2 separate regions of the Ovis aries genome follow, and region 1 is linked to region 2. Evidence: chromatin contacts called from public Hi-C data. All regions are on one chromosome and are shown on one strand. The core of a region is the stretch at or near the end of the contact, and the rest is flanking DNA. Distances in the headings are between cores, read along the strand shown. Region 1 has its middle 190 kb from the start of CLVS1. Region 2 holds the start of LOC114116365 (a long non-coding RNA gene).

Region 1 (4,881 bases), core at 189-2,688, 95 kb after region 2:
TCATGTTATCGCCGCTCTTGTTGCTTTTTGGTTTTTGTTTTGCTTCTTGACTGTTGTTGTTTTCCACCAAAGCTGTCATTTATCGTGAGAACAAGAGCAGCCATGTGTTGATTTTTCTGGATTCTTCTTGGACACTGTCCCAGTGCTAATGAAGGCCCTTCCACAGTGCTAAAGAGCTGGTGCCAAAATCAGTTATGCTGAAAACAATAGAGGAGAGGGGTACACAGACAGCGTGTGCATCCCTGCACAGACGTGTACACACCCGAAGAGCTCTGAACCAATACTTGTGCCTGTGCACGCAGACACACGCTCACATCTGTGCAAACACAGAACGTGTGCGCTGGAGCTACACGGAGGGGAAGGTGGGGGCTGCGTTTTTATAAAAGGACTTTTTGCATCTGCTTGTAGACAATTTTTGTGGATCAGAAGATGAACAGAATTTCTAAGTTTTGCAAAGTCCTCATTTGTATTAGAGACGTATGTTCACCTCCTTGGGCTTCCCTGGTGGCGCTAGTGGTAAAGAACCCGCCTGCTAATGCAGGAGACATAAGGGACTTGGGTTCAATCCGTTCGTCAGGAAGATCCTCCTAGAGGAGGGCATGGCAACCCATTCCAATATTCTTGCCTGGATATCTATGGATAGAGGAGCCTGGTGGGCTACAGTTCATAGGGTCGCAGAGTTAGACATGACTTAGCACACACACATCCACCAACTTAAAAAATTTAGATGTGAAAGCAGCAGAGGCTAAGCTAAGTGCTTTCCAGGTACTTATTGAAGTAAAATCCTTATCTCTTAATAAAACAAATAAGATCTTTAATAAAGATGATTAGAGATTATTCAAGATTTTTAGAGATCTTATTTGTTTTTTTAAGAGATAAGGATTCTACTTCAAGAAGCAGCTGGAAAACACTTAGCTTAGGCTCCGCTACTGTGCATAGATTAAGTCCTTAGCACTGAACTTCCAGTACTTTTGAGGTGGTGCATTGCCCCTAAATGGGAAATTTTGTAACCGGGCTCCCTCTCCCCCGCCTCGCACACCCGTCTGCCTTTCACCCAATGTGCAATTATTCCCTCAATTTGTTTACAGGGTTTGGAGATAGGGACAGAGTTCTCTGGCGATCAAGCAAGCGGGCAATCGCCCTAAAGAGGAGCATTTAGACGCCATAAAGCCTAAATGCCCTGCCATGCGTCATTACACCACAGTTATTCAAATTTAGTAAATTAAATTAAATAATCTCAAATAACTGGAGTTCGGCGCTTTAAAAATTCATCTCCATGGTGCCCAGTAGTCAATTTCCTTTATTATTATTGTTCATCAAGTAGAATTTATGTTTTTGAGGAATCAAAATCCTTGCTTGCCTCACCAGCCCAAGCGGCTCGGCCGGCTGAGGTGGAGGCCTGGTGCGCCATCTACCGGCCGATTCGGGCACAGCCGCGGGTTCCGGCGCTGAAAGCCGCGTGGCCGCATCGCGCTTGTCACTGTAAACATCGCAGGCAGGACTGAGCTCTCAGCTCCTGTGCTAACTGCTCCCTGGGGTTTTGCCGATGTGGGTCAACTTGAAGTCGCGGGGACAACCCAGGGAGATTTGCTGTGGAGGTTGGAGGAGGGTTTTCTGTTTTGGTCTGGTCCCTGTTTCGCTGCTCCCATTCTTCTTTATTAAAGGCCAGATGATCTAATCAAACTGCTGTTTACCAGGCAGATCTGGAAAGCCATTCCTTCATTACCAAACACCAGTCTCTGCCCTTGCCTAGTACTGCTTTGAGAGGGTACTGAAGCACAAACGCTCTGCTGATGTCATGAACATGACTTCCCAGATAAAGACAATGCCCAATCATGCCATGGGTTAAGTTTTTAAAAAGTATTTTATTTCGAGATAATTTTTTTTTCCCTTTTAACATCTCTGAAACAGAGTTGAATTCTGGCATGGTCAGGGCAACTGCAAACCAGCCCTTGGTTTAGAGACAGGTTTAAACTACGTTCAATGCAGTGATCTTGTTTAGCAAGTTAAAAACCATCAAGGGACGATTGTGTGTTTTAGAAGGGAAATCCCTTCAAAGCAGCATCAAAATATTCCTCACTTCATAAGTCAGACAGAGAAGGAGAAATACCATGTGACACTCCTTATATATATATGTATATATATGGAATCTAAAAAATGTTACATTTGAACTTACGCGAGAGAAAGAGACTCACAGACTTAGAAAATGAACTAATGGTTGCCAGGGCTGGGAGGGTGGGGGAATATGGGAGGAAGGGATAGTTAGGCAGTTTGAGATGGTCATGGACACACTGCTATATTTAAAATGAATAACCGACAAAGACCTTACTGTAGAGCACAAGGAACTCTGCTCAGGGTTTTGTGGCAGCCTGGATGGGAGGGGAGTTTGGGGGAGAATGGATACATGTATACGTATGGCTGAGTCCCTTCCCTGTTCACCTGAAACCATCACAACATTGTTAATGTGCTATACTCCAATATAAAATTAAAAAATGAAAAGAAAAAAAATTCCTTACTTCAAACTTCTTTGACACCTTTTCTTAATCTAAGCTGCTTCTCCAAAGCTACATAAATGTGTCACGTACATGCTTTCACACTTTTTCTTAAAGAACATAGTAATCTGAGCATCCCAGCAAGGGTCCCAGGCAGAGGACACAGAGTGGATATTTATGTGCGAACTTCTATTTGTCAGCCAGCTCCTCTCCCAGTCAAATGGTTCATTGCAGCAACAGATGGTGTTTGGGGTTTTTTGCTGAGTTTGAGATGGTCTATTTTTGTGTTTTCTTGGGAAGATTTTCACTATTATTAATAAATTCAAATGGTGGCTCATTGGCAAAGAATCTGCCTGCCAATGCAGGAGACAAGGGTTTGATCCCCGAGTCAGGAAGATCCCCTAGAGAAGGAAATGGCAACCCACTCCAGCATTTCTGCCTGGAGTGTCCATGGACAGAAGAGCATGGGGTCGCAAAGGTTCGGATACAACTTAGCGACTAAACAGCAACAACAGTAAATTCAAATGAGACCCCAGAACCACCTCTTAAAAGTTAAGCTCACTTCACCAAGCCCCATGGTTCAGAGTGTTTTTTTTCTCATCCTCTAAAGTGTTTCTTCCTCCCTCTCCTTAAAAGGAAGCCTCTCTCCCTACAGCACTGTTACCCCCAGTTTCTGAGTACTTTCTTCAGATGTTTGTACAGGAAAAAAGTGTAAGGAAGAAGTTGCCAGGTTGGGAACAAAAGCACATAATTTATAGTCCTTCTGCACGTGTGAGGTTACAAATCTCTGGAGACCGTGAGACCACTTCATCTTGCAAGCAAGAGTCAAAACTAAATGACAGCTTTCATTTGGTTCAAGAAAGGCAGACAGAATGGTGCTACAAGGGTTTGTTATTGAGCTTGTGTTTAGTGCAGAAAATCTCAGTTTTAAAGAACCCAGGGCCAGAGAGCCTTCCTTCTTGCTACTCAGAGGAAAAACTCAGACTCTTTGGTCAGGTCATTAACCTTCAGGGTGGAATCATCTTTGCTTCATCTGGTGACTGAAGGAAAACTCTTCTATCAATAAATATCCTGACCGTGCATTTCATGTGGTGTTGATAATCTTGCCATTAGGATTGATTTTGTCGAAGTTATATCACTGTGGCAACGGTCCTGTTTTCGGGCGAGTTCCCCAGGGCTTTACCAACCAACCAGCACACTGTCTGGGCGCTGTGGCCTGGAGTCACCTTTTTGTAGGTTGGTCTCTCCCCCTTAGCACTATGGCTGTCTTTGTTGCTGTTGGTTGGTTTCTAAGTCATGCCGACTCTGCAACCCCGTGGGCTGCAGCACACCAGACTCCTCTGCCCATGGAATTTGCCAGGCAAGAAGACTGGAGTGGGTTGCTATGCCCTCCTCTAAGGCATCTTCCCGACCAGAGACTGAACTCGCATCTTCTGCATTGGCAGGCGGTTTCTCTACCACTGAGCCACCGGGGAAGCCCGTGGCTTTCTGGTTCCTATCTAATACAATCATTTGTTTCCTGGGTTTTTTCCTCTACTGAATTTAAAGGAGGTGTCAAAGAAACACCGGAGTGAACTAGCTCCTTCAAACTCAGTCTTTCATCTGTCTGGCTTATTCTTTTCTGGAGAAAACCAGAAGCAAAGTGTCTAAAGGTTGTACTGCATGCACGTGTGCTAAGTTGCTTCAGTCATGTCCAACTCTTTGTGACCCCATGGACTGTAGCCCACCAGGCTCCTCTGTCTGTGGAATTCTCCAGGCAAGAATACTGGAGTGGTTGCCATTTCCTTCTCCAGGGGATCTTCCTGACCCAGGGATCAGACCCAGGGATCAAACCCAGGTCTCCTGCCTTGCAGGTGGATTCTTTACCCAGTGAGTCACCTAGCAAACTCTCTTCTATTTCCACTTCACATATCTAGACACCAAAAAAACTTTCATGCTGACAAATCAAACACTTCAAAACACAGTGCTTTATGCATCTTTTCTGCAGACTCTTAAAATAATTTTGAACAGAGTTAAGCTCTACTGGGGCTTTCCAGGTGGTGCTAGTGGTAAAGAACCCGCCTGCCAATACAGGAGACATAAGAGACGTGGTTCAATCCCTGGGTCAGGAAGAGTCCCTGGAGAAGGGCATGGCAGCCCACTCCAGTATTCTTTCCTGGAGAATCTCATGGACAGAGGAGCCTGGTGTGCTGCAGTCCAGAAGATCAAAAAGAGCTGAACATGACTGAAGAGACTCAGCGTGCACACATAAGCTCTGTGGACCTGCGAACTGCGTCCTTAGGTACTGCGGTCCCTCAGTGTCTGAGGGGGATTGATTCCAGGACCCCTCATGGATGCCAGAATCCGAGGATGCTCAAGCCCCCTTATTATAAAATAACATGGTATTCAA
Region 2 (5,228 bases), core at 2,353-4,852:
CGCGCCGCCCCCGCACCTGCTTGCCCCGCGCGCCCCTGCAGTCCCCAGGCCCGGCCCACGTTCGGGAATCCCCGCCAACAAAGGCGATCGGGGCTCGGCCGGCTCGGGGTCGCCGTCCCGTGGGTCCCGGGGGGCCCTGGACTCGTCGCCCCGCGGGGCCCTCAGTGGCCCCTGCCAACCGCATACCCGGACCACTGAGGACACCCGCGCCCTGCGAGTCCCTGGAGACGCCCCGCACAGGGCCTGGCCGGAGGCGGCTTGGGGAGATCCATAATTTATGATGTTGTTCTTACCAGTCCGGTTTGGGATTTCACAAGCCTGGCCTGTGTTTTTTTCCCATTTGTTGCTTCCGTCTGTGCTTTCGGAGACAACGCGGCTTCCCCTCCCCAAGACAGTAGTTACCTTGTAGAATTCTTGTGATAAGAAAGAAAAAAGTGTTTCCACCTGAGGCCTTGCTCGGGGGTAAGAGGAGCCCAGGTAAGGGGGCGGGGCTGGAGGAGCTGGCGGGTCCCTTGCGGACCTTCCTCTAGCGTCACCCAACTAGGTAGGATAAAACCCTCTTTTTGCAGAGTTGGGGTGGGAGGTTCCCGTTGAAAAGCCGTGAGAACAGATCCTTCGCTGCTCTCACTATTAATACCAGTCCTTTTCCTCATTTGTAACTAAACCTCTGGGCCCTGAGTGGTTTTTTAGCACTGCAGGGTCGCAGAAATGTTGATGGTAAGCAAGCAAGAAAGGGGTTAATTGCTCCCCCTTGCACCCCGACCTGGCACTGACCCCAGCATTGCAGCCAGGCAATCTCAGGTGCTCCTAACTCAGGATGCATTGGCAGGGGGGGGGGGGGGGGGGGGGGGGGGACCCTTTGGCAAAGGCTGCTTCTGTTCTGAAAATTCTTTAAATTGCTGTCATGATTGGGGAAAGATTTATGGATTTTCTCACGTCTTAGTGCAATAAGTGAGTAAATGATAGGGACAACAAAGGACCCCACAGTAAGTTGGGGGAAGTCCTTTTCCTTGTTCCCTTTCCTTTAAAAGAAAAATCTTGAAACTTATTCTAGGCCCCTTTTTTTCTCATTTGAATTCAGTGTTGCTAAATGGATGTGGGACCAGAGAGGGCCTGTTGCCAATGTTTTTTCTGAGACTGGAGCCTGCAAAGACCTGGCCGAGAGGGTCTCTGAGGAGGCTGGATTCCTGAGGCCCCAAGTCTGGGGCCTGGGAAGAGCCTCAAGCTCCAGAGCCTGCCTGTAGCTGGGTCATTTCGTGGTTCACAAACAACAATGCAAGTTGAAGCCACAGTCGCTGTGGTTCTAGGCAACCATGATTAGTCACACAGTCAGTGACCCAGTTATGGCACACCCTTTTTTAAAAGGACATTTGTCCACATCTTGCTACCTTGAACACAGAAATGGTTCATGGATACGGGGAGGATGAAGACTGCAAGGGACAGGGAATTGAAACCCAGGTTGTAGGATCATATAGGCCACGAGCTAGGTTTTCTTAAAAGGAGCTCTGGGGTGTGACTTTTAGGACAAGTCCAATTGCACTGAGCTTTGACAAGAGAGTGTTTTCCAACTCAGGGATGGTCTCTGAAGGAAAGTGAGGCAGGGAAAGAAAGAGTCACCTCCTGAGCATTGACTTGGCCTATAGATTCAGGATCATCTGTCACATGAAGGTGGGGAGACAGGAAGAGGAAGAAAAGCCCTACATATGGAGGCTTGTGTGGGTTTTTGCTTTTAAAAATAGCATTTCTTTTTAACCGCAGAGGCGTAGGAACTTGTAAACATGAATCCCCAACAATAGTAAACAAATTCTAGGTTCTTTCATCTGAAAAGTAAGTAGAGCAAGTGTCTCTCTGGTCTCTCTCTCTTCTCTTTTTACAAAGGGAAAATGCAAAATGAAAATCCCCCATCCTCTTAAAGGCTTCTTTGCTGGTGAGTGTTTGTCCAGGAACAAGCAGTCTTTTATTCGAATGGTCTCCAAAAGTTCATAAGCAAAAAAAAAAGTGTCCGATGTCTGGTTACCCACAATACAGTCTCTGGCTACATAGTGGAGCTTTTCTGTCCTGAATTTGTGATCTGCTATCAGAGTCCTTTAATTTCTCTGAACAGAAGGCTCTTTGGGAGAAGAAAGCTTGGGGGTGGGGGAGCCACATCGCAATCAGTCTTTTCTTTTTTTTTTTCCCGTTTGCTGTTTTCTTCCAGTCAGTGAGGAGTGCTGGAATTCTTCTGATCTTTCCCAGCATCTTAGTGAACTGAGGGCCACGGAAGGGTTAAGCCAGGCTGCGGGCAGGTTTCCCTGCTGGCCTATTTTCCTGGGGTGGAGCTGCTGGCCAGGCATCACCTAGGAACTCTTCATGAAAAGGAGCCGCCCTGCTCCTGACTGAGGCCCTTTATCTCCTCCAGAGCTCTTCCTTTCTTCCTTTTACTGCTTGTTTTATACTGTCTTCAGTGAGAACCATCTTTTTAAAGTCATAGGTTCCCTTTAACTAAGGGAAGTTTACAGATGTCCCTGACATCACTAATGTAGTATCTGGTGAGATGAAAGAGGCAGACGATGAGGGAGAAGACGGACAGTCATTTTGAGAGATCGGCAGAAATAATTACTGTAGCTGAATTACAACTGCTTAGAAACAAATCATTGGTTGCATTTGACCACTAGTTGTGGGTCAAAGCTTCAATGCAAATAAATTCAGCTTGATATCCTTTGATTGAGCAGCCCTGACCCCAACTGGGTGCTTTCCTTGGTGCCCAAGGATACAGAGAGGCAAGGTACACCAAGACAGCACTCTCACCGAGCTTACATTCTGTGGGGGAGACAGCTAAAAGGTACACTTTTAAATGACTTCTGGATAGGGATGAGATCTTTGAAAATAGTAACGTCAGACAGAGGGAAAGACCTCTCTGTGTTGCTGATATATTTGAGCAGAGATCAAGACCAGGCAACGCATGAGACGTGGGTTTGATCCCTGGGTTGGGAAGATCCCCAGGAGAAGGGAATGGCTATGCACTCTAGTATTCTTGCCTGGAGAATTCCATGGACAAAGGAGGCTGATGGGTCCATGGGGTCACAAAGAGTCGGACACAACTGAGCAACTAACATACAAACACGCAGTGGTGCAAAGAGGGAGGAGAAATTTCAGGTATGCTAAAACTAGTAACACTAAATATATTATTAATTTTGTTCTCAGGCCTCATCTCCCACCTTCAGGATTTGTATCAGATCCTTAAAAGTTTTAACAACGAGTAGAAGAGCTGGTTCACTAAACTGTCTTTACAATAAGTTGTTAAGAACCTAGTCCATTCATTCCTCCAGTCCTTCCTAAGCATGTGCAGTGGGGTCAGCGTTGGGGATGTGCCTACACGGAGCTTACAGTCAAGCAGGGAAGACAGATCATACAAACAGAATGACCAAGAAGGTTGGTAGGTGCCCTGGGTGGTCAGAAGGTCACAGGACCACGCACTGGGGTTCCTTAGTCTTGTATCTTGAGAGTAGGAGCCAGCAAGTAGAGGAAGAGTTCCATGCAGAAGGAAACAGAATTCACAGAAGTCCCTCAGGCCGAGAAGCATGATATTTTTGAGGAAGCGAAAGAGGTTCAGCCTGGGCAGAGTGTGCGTGGGATGCTGAAAGGCAGGACAGGAGAGGATGCATGGCCAGGCCATCGCAGGCTGTGCTCCAGAGTTTTGATTTTACCCTAAAAGGCAAAGGAATGCCACTAGAGGGTTTTACATGCCTGTGTGTGTGTGTGTGTGTTGTACCCGCAACGACTGGGACTTGAGCATTAGAAGGGAATGGCTATAGGAGGTTGCTGCAGCTATCAGATTCCAGGAGATGCAGCCTGGACCAGGGCAGAGTAGCGGAGGGGCAGAGAAACACGTGGATCTGACCCATATATCGTGAGAGGACTTGTAATAGGTTGAATGCAGGAGACAAAGGAGAGGGAAAGGTCGAACTCCTCAGCTTCTGACTTGAATACCTGGGAGGGTGTTAACTTGTTGAGTCTGGGAACACCTGGGGAAATGCAGATGAGGAGTGGACAGGTCTGCCTGTATGCACGCCGGGTTTGAGAATCCTGAGAGATATCCACAAGGACCTGAGCTTGGGGACACTGGTCACCACTGGTGAATTGAGACAATCACTCTGATAATTTGTGTGTTTATAATCTGTCGTGGTCCGAGACCTTTCGGTCATAAGGAAAGGGACTCAGTTAAGCTTGCTCAAATAGAATGTGGAACTCTTGGCACACAGAGGGCTTCCTGGGGTGTGTTGCTCATGGGACAGCTGTGGGGATGGGCACAGCTCTGCCAGACGGCAGGGGGTGATGCGGCCACTGTTGCCTTCATTTCTTCCTTGCTTCCCCTGTGGACCAGCCTTCTCTGCTCATGGAGAGGCCTCCGTCCGCCAAGTCCTTGCTCTCGATAGAGCTGGCTTCTGCTCTTGCTCCCAGCAGACCAGCATCTGAGCTGAAAAGCTTATGATCATTATATGTCACCATAATTTATACACCTCTGTATTCAGATTCTTGAGAAGAGAGGATCTGATTGGCATTTAGAAGTTAAGAGCATGGTGGCTTTGGGTCAGGTGACCATCCTTGGTCCAAGCAGTGACAGCAATGTGTGTATGTGCACATATGTATGTCTGTGTCTGTGTGTATATGTATCTATATGCGCATGTATATGTGTATATGTGATGTGCGTGTATATGTTCTTACATGTCTCTCTGTATATATGCGTGCATGCACGTGTATACGTGTGCACCTGTGTACATATATCTGTATGTGTGTAACGTATGTATACGTACATGCATGTCTGTGTGTATGTGTGTATATACATGTGTGCATATGTGTATCTGCTGAGGGGGTGATTCCGTGTGAGAGGAGTGGTCAGACCAGTTGCCCTGTCAAGTGGAAGACAGGCTGGACAGATGTGGGTACACTGTTTACTTGTCTCAGCTGTCGAATGTTGATTCTGCTGCTCTTCTGTGTCCCAGGCAGCAAGCAGGAAGACAGAGCCTGCGCAGCCAGACTAGGACTGCACGTTTCCTCTCCCATGAGGCCTTGGGTGGTGTGGAGCCTCTGAGAGAGCCCCAGTTCCTGCTCTGTAAATTCAGTGATCCTGCCTGCCCTGCAGGAGAGGGGACGGAATGAAGTGACACTGTGGATGGCTGGCAGTGGGGGGAGACACCCGGTGGCTGTCCTCCCTTCCTCTATGCTTGTTCAAATCACCCTTTTCCCAG

Evidence for each region. Hi-C and Micro-C count contacts between places; a contact is called where the count stands out from the background.
Region 1: a contact with region 2 is called in a Hi-C map of hypothalamus, with 2.4 times the contacts expected there. The contact joins two enhancer-like sites. A contact is called at or near these places in 3 of 16 Hi-C or Micro-C datasets (blood and hypothalamus).

Annotation. Positions count from the first base shown.
Region 1 is chr9:39,603,028-39,607,908 of ARS-UI_Ramb_v3.0, forward strand. No RefSeq gene overlaps it. Among named protein-coding and RNA genes, the nearest start is that of CLVS1, 190 kb to the right of the region's middle. Within about 2 kb of position 1,439, at least 12 of the 54 cell types and tissues checked have an H3K27ac peak or open chromatin away from gene starts, as enhancers often do. A contact at or near this core is called in hypothalamus, where this site is marked.
Region 2 is chr9:39,505,584-39,510,811 of ARS-UI_Ramb_v3.0, forward strand. LOC114116365 (a long non-coding RNA gene) reads left to right here and starts at 336. Exons shown (of 2, transcript XR_003590302.3): 1 at 336-477; 2 at 4,983-5,228. It overlaps LOC114116364 (a long non-coding RNA gene), which reads right to left and starts at 475. Exons shown (of 2, transcript XR_009594948.1): 1 at 294-475. Within about 2 kb of position 3,603, at least 2 of the 54 cell types and tissues checked have an H3K27ac peak or open chromatin away from gene starts, as enhancers often do. A contact at or near this core is called in hypothalamus, where this site is marked.